Linked DNA regions of Mus musculus: region 1 is linked to region 2. A link is a contact called in public Hi-C data. All regions are on one chromosome and are shown on one strand. The core of a region is the stretch at or near the end of the contact, and the rest is flanking DNA. Distances in the headings are between cores, read along the strand shown.

Region 1 (3,129 bases), core at 536-3,035, 440 kb after region 2:
CAGAAGAGTTACATTGTATAAAGACAAATGGCTAAAATAAACTCACACTTGGGCAGAGGTAATTTCTCAGCATTTGAAAGGCTGGGGTTTGGGCTTCTTGTTATAATTATGTGAATTCCCTCCCTTTCAGCCCCGCCCCCTCACTCCCTGTGACCCTCTATCTTGCTATTTTTGAATGGAGACTTCTTCATAATGTTGCTGCTTACTGTCTGCAGTGCAGGGACTTGGTGTGAGCTCGGCTGCGAGGAGCAGCAGAGGCTGACCGGGAAAGGGTCAGTCTCCCCATTTGTTTGTTTATTTTAGGGAACCAGCGCCTCACACCAGCCACACTCTAAATCATACCCTTGTTGTAGCAGACATCATAATAGACAGACTGTGCATTTAAAACGAGCAGAATGGATTGTCACTCAGAAAGCCCCAGCAGAACTGTTTGTTTTACTTTCACCTTTAATCACAAGTAGAATTATTCTTTATTCACAAATAGTGAATCTGAGCCTTTAGCTGCGCATTTAGTGGAACATCCACCCAGTAAGCTTTGCTTATGTTGCAGACAGCTACCCTGAGGAGTGATTTGAATTTAAATGTGATTCTCTTATTAGTTTCTGCTAACTGCAAATATCCCAGGCACTTAATTAAGTGGCTGAGTAATGTGTGAATGCTCACTTCTGCCTGTCATGCAGAACAAAGTGATGTATTTATATTCCATGCACAATATGAAATTTAATGGCACAGGCAACAGTAATTTAGAAAACCTTTGTTTTTACTGTCCTTGTTTTTGCTTAAACAATTTCTGTGCTCTGTCATACTTTGGTCAAGACAGTGTCATAAGACTTGGTCCAAATGTTAGCGGCTGGCAGATGACAGGTTTTTAATAAGTCAGAAGCTCTTCTGCGCATCTAATGACTTGAAACACTAGTGGGTTTTCATTAGCAGTATTGTTTTGGCTTTTGTATCGTATTCTCACTTTTAATTTAATAGATCAGAAAATCAAAATAGCTAGTTAACTTCTGAAACAGAATTAAAAGGTAGACTCTGCTACGGTTTAAAAAAAACATATTGGGTTGGGAGGTAAACTAAAAATTCAGCAAGTGTTGTTTTCTGACATAAAATTGTAGAGAATGATGGTATCTGTAAGTTTGTTTGTCAATATTTTAGAATCCTTTTAGTCATATTAAATGTGTTCACAGGTAAGTATGGACAATTGTGTTGTCTTTGCTTTTAGGATAGATCTAGAAGCCCCAGGACCAGCTTGTCATTGCCTCTATTTTTCCTTGTCTCTCTTACACTTGCAAATTTCTAAATTAAATGTGTTTGCTAAGCTCCTTTACACAGAGATGCGCATGTGTTGGTCATTTGGACAGATGCTGTGTTAGTCAGACGGTACCATTGTCGTGCAAAACAGGACCTCAGGTCCCCTCAGTTCTAGCCCCTTAGCTCTATGAGTGCGGCTTGGAAGATACTTAATTAGAGCCTAGACTCTTTCTGTTCTGGAAACCGTAGCCTCAATTAAATGCCTCTCTTTATTTAGACCATTTCATTTATTTCCTAATGGAGTTAGGTGGGTGGCGAACTGGGTCAGAGTTGCAACATATTACTTCCTGGCAGAAAAATGTGTTTTGTATCGTGAATTCTGGGCCACAAGAATGCTGCTACTTTCATCTGCTTCTGTGGGGAATTGTCTGTAAATTATGTATTCCTCCTCACACGGAGCCACACAATCCCTTTCTTGTCAGCTTCATCCTCATTCAATCCAGTCCCACCCAAACCAACACAGATGACGTCAGGCTGTTGGAAGAACATTGCTCCGCAGTTCCTGTCAGAGGAGCCGCTGCTCTGCAAACTCTTGGCAGCGCTAGACCTTGGTGCTTCAGCAATCATAAACTCCTGCGCCGTGTAAAACCGTTTCTGCACTCTGCAAGGTTCACAGTGCTATCTGAAAATATTTCAGTTTTATTTATTTATTTTTTTTACTTGTCTCCTATCGCATCCCGTATTCCACCTAGGTACGCTGACAAGTCACTGTGCAAAAGAGAGAAAACACGGAAACCCTAAGAAGAATTGCAGAGCCTCTCTGATCCTCTCGCTTCTGTGCACCTTCATTTGATATGTTTATTCTTTCTGAGTCTGAATCAAGTCTTCTGTTTAAACCCCTTTGGCCATTGTGACCTTACCATATGCCCCTAACTGGAGGGAAGCCCAGGTTGGCTGGCTACAGCCAGAGACCACATATGCTGGTTGGGGCAGGGGAGGGACAGAGTGCAGCGGCTGATGCTACGCCTTTAGCCAGAATCCCTTTGTGCAAAGGTCCTCAGTTGGACTGCTTCAGTGATTTAGACTGCTTTCGAGCTCCAGCTAGGAGTAGACTACAGCTAATGATGCTAACTTAGCTTTACCCACAGGTAGGAGATCCGCTGTGGATACCTGGTTCATCTCAGCAAAGGAGTACTGTACTTTTTGTGTTCTTTCAGTTATTCCCTTTGTGTTCAGCTCATGGCCAGTGACAGCCTCCCTTTCAGTAGTAGTGAGGCTTCAGGCTTCTAGGCATTAGGATTACAAGGCTCTCTTCAGGGTGGGCCATTTTGTTTCTCTGTGACTTGAGAACACTGCCTGAGGTGAACACTGGATGATGCTTGTCAGTTCAAATATAATTTTGCTTTCTTGATAGATTGTCCATTTACTTGAAACTGAAGAGTAGAGAAAACACACATTCCTCCTCTCTCTCCTTCTTGAAACAAACTGAATACCTTTTCCTTAAACATTCAAGCATGTTGTGACAGTAGGATATCAGGGTAGGAAAGATGCTTGAATGATCAATCCATATGTCTGATTGGTGTTTCTATCCTAGCCAGACCTCTTTGTGTCATTTAGTTGGGGTTTTAAAAACTCTCAAAAAACGAACAAAGGACTCATGTCCTCCAAATTCATCTTTGCATAAATAGGCTATCAGCACCTGGACATATGCTGCTTCCACCATTACCACCCCTTTTATGGTTTGGACTTTGGGGGAAATGCGTAAGATATTTCATCACATTTTTGATCCACCATGAGGTCTAGCTATAGCTTCCCATGTCACCCTATCCACTTATAATCTAATATTGATTTGTAATACATTTTTCCTTTGGCCAGATT
Region 2 (3,319 bases), core at 514-3,013:
CTTATACATATGTGCTGATCAAATGTTAAACAAGACAAATTACCAAAGCAGGAGCCTATATGTAATAACTATACTGAGAACGACAAATGTCACTAAAGTTGGGCATTGGAAATGCTGTGAATATAAATGTCATTTCCATTTTTCATAATTTATTTAAGAATTCTTATATTTTAAACAAAATATATTTCCATAAATCAATAAAACCTGTAGCTCCATATTAGCAAAAAGCCATCCTAGGCATCTCAGTGCCTCCTAGTATATCACTAATCAATGTAAAATTAATCAATATATTGATTTGCCAACTGAAGGCTCCAAAAGTCTTCAAATTCTAAATGACAATTTTAGGTAAGTGTAAGCATCTTCCTGCTAAGGCTAAACTGCTTCCTCTGAAAGGAATTCCTACTGCACTGTGGATAGCTCTGCCTGATTTCCCAACTAAACACTCACTTGTTTGATGCGATCAGGATTAACGGTGGTCTGAGGTTGTAGGATACTGACTGGTTCTGTCTTGGCAACATTTTGGGGCATTTCTCGGATTTTTTCTGCAATGAATCCATGAACTGCGTTCAGCGCTTCAATTGTTCCCTGGATCAAGCAAACCCTCTCAGTAGTACCTGCAGACAGAAGAGTTATTTTCAGAAAGCATTCCTTTCCATTTTGCACTGAAAAGTTATGAAAACAGGACAGCATGACGTTACTAAGTACTGTAACACACGTGGCTCTGAAGTTCTAATGCTCAATTTACATAAAACTAATCACCACATCTGCTTCATTTAAAAAAATGATCTTAGAATTCACTCCAATTTTTTGTAGTTTAAAACAGGTATTTGGGTTCCAGAAGAACCAAAGATCCAGAGATGCAAGCACATCACTCATTTCTGGGGATAAACACACACGCAGTAATCATGAAAGGCCTTGGAGTTAGAAACTGCAACAGACAGCATCTATGAAAACGCCTTTTAAGGAGCTCAGGTTTTGTGGGTAAATCATAAACGTTTTGAATACAAGAACAGATTCCAATTTTATTGATGATGTATTATAAAATACAAAATATAAATGGGATTTAGATGTTCTATGCTGAATATAGGGATTTTATGGACATGCCTTACGGACAGGACGTGAATAGTAAATCTGAGACTGACCCCAGCAGGTGTGTCTTACATAGCAGCCACTGCCTCACTGAATCCAACCAGCACATGACTTGCAAAGCAGAAAGTAGTACTTTCTGAGCCTTTGCATCCATTCACTACAGTTCCCATTGGTCCCAGCATTTCAAAAATCAAGCCATTCTGTACATGCAATATTGTAAAACTGCTAAGGTCCAAAACAAACAAACAAACAAAAAAACAAACAAACAACAATCTGCTGCTTTAAGGACCAATGCGAAGCACCTTTGTCATGTCTTAGAAACATATTTGGACAAAATTAAGACTATAATTATAGAAGTATATCTATTATATTTTCATATTTTAATCAATAAAAATTTGAATTATGAAAATACATTTCCTCAGTTTCAGAAAAATCTCAGGAGCGCTTAGCTTATCTTTAAGGCTGGATGGAGAATAATGTGATCTGTGGATTTAGGTTTTCCTGCTTCTATTCATCAGCTTTAGTTACTCCTGTCTATACTGATGCATCTTTGAGTCCTAGGGTAAAACAATCTCGTTTATAGGGCTACCCAGGGGGCCCTTTACAAGACTGTATTAATTGTCTAGTAAATGACTAGGGAGGATTCCCGATCAATGCAGCTAATGCAAAATGTTATTCTGGTTCTTAGACCACACAGAACACGGATCGGATTACATCACCGCTTCCCGAGACACCACTGAGTGCTGTGTGGATGCCAAAAGAGTCCAGCTGAAATGATGACTTCCAAAGAAAACCTGGCACCAGGTAACTACAGACGGTGTAATCTGGGTTATTCTTAGACTTTTGATTTGACACAACACAAGTCTGAGCACAGCCACCAGGGTTCAGCAGACTGAAGACCAACAGATAATAAATGGAAACCCCTGCATCCATAAAGCAACATGACCGTCTTAAAACAACGTTACATGACAGCAGGTACAAGGCCTTCTGAGGGCTACTGTTGCCTATATACACTGGGGATTGCCTGCGTTACCGTCTTTCCCTTACAACATGCAAACAGGGCAGGCCCAAAAGGAAGCTGTGCTTAGCATTAGCAGACTTAGCTGAGACTCTGTTATATTCTTTTAATGCCTTTTCACTCAGGTAACACAAAACCATACTTTTTAGGAGAGAGTTTAAAAAAAAGGAATACTGTCAAATATATGACCAAAACGGTGTAACACAAATGAGCCTATAAATCATAAAAGTTGCTGGGTTTTGTCATTTTAAAGGCTTTTAGGCTCCATTAGTGTCTACGTTAAACTGCCAGTTATTTATCATTTTATTTGCTTAATGGCAGCATTTACTACACTCTGAAATAGAGTACAACAAAGCTGAGAATGAGCTATAGGAAAATGCACACCCATCCTACATCATGCAGAACACAGGATGCCACTTCTTCCAACCCACACTGCACGAGACTCTTGTTTCACTGCAGTGAGTGACTTCATGATGGCACTGGACTGACCACCCTTTCCTGTCCTTCCTTACAACTCCCCACTTCCAGCTCCCTTTCTATTTTCACGTCATATATGTTGAGAGAATGTATAAATATATGTATTGATAACAAGAAAGACCCATGGCAAAGAGCAACAGTGATGTCGAAAATGGCTTAAAGTGTTTATTTCAAAGGCAATACCGAAAACTAAAAAAATACATTTCTAAAAGAAGGTACAACTAACTGTCAAGCACATTTACAGCAAAGTCTTCATAGAAATACAGCAAGATATATTCTCCGTGCTACTGTAATTTGGGGCTTGGCACTTAGAGCAGTTCCTGGATACTCTGTTACATGTGCACGGGGCTCCGTTCCTCTTTACCCAGCACACACACTACTTCCTTCAAGATGGAGTTCCTCTAGGTTCACTGTGCCTTTTATTTTGTATCTTTTCAGTGGCAAAAGAAGTTAACATAATTGGAACAAGACAATTCTATAAATCTAATGGATTACAACTTAGGCAAAAATAACAAATAAGGAAAAATTGGATGAACAGTTAATGGGAAAATGCGCATGGAGGTATCAGCATTTTCAATTGATTTCACGTCAATATTAGTATGAAGAAAAATCCAGACCCATACACTGATGTGAGGCAGGGCAAAGCACTGTACTGAGAAATGGCTACCCCAAACAGCTGGAACTAAATTTAATAAGACAGCCATACATGATAGTTATAGATAACACTGAAAACTG

What was found. Hi-C and Micro-C count contacts between places; a contact is called where the count stands out from the background.
Region 1: a Hi-C map of cerebellar granule neurons shows a contact between it and region 2, with 1.7 times the contacts expected there. The contact joins two enhancer-like sites. A contact is called at or near these places in 2 of 484 Hi-C or Micro-C datasets (brain and cerebellar granule neurons).

What each region holds. Positions count from the first base shown.
Region 1 is chr12:47,162,781-47,165,909 of GRCm38.p6, forward strand. No RefSeq gene overlaps it. Among named protein-coding and RNA genes, the nearest start is that of Nova1, 350 kb to the left of the region's middle. Within about 2 kb of position 1,786, at least 93 of the 459 cell types and tissues checked have an H3K27ac peak or open chromatin away from gene starts, as enhancers often do. A contact at or near this core is called in cerebellar granule neurons, where this site is marked.
Region 2 is chr12:46,720,243-46,723,561 of GRCm38.p6, forward strand. It overlaps Nova1 (NOVA alternative splicing regulator 1), which reads right to left. Exons shown (of 5, transcript NM_021361.2): 3 at 448-614. Among named protein-coding and RNA genes, the nearest start is that of Nova1, 97 kb to the right of the region's middle. Within about 2 kb of position 1,764, at least 8 of the 459 cell types and tissues checked have an H3K27ac peak or open chromatin away from gene starts, as enhancers often do. A contact at or near this core is called in cerebellar granule neurons, where this site is marked.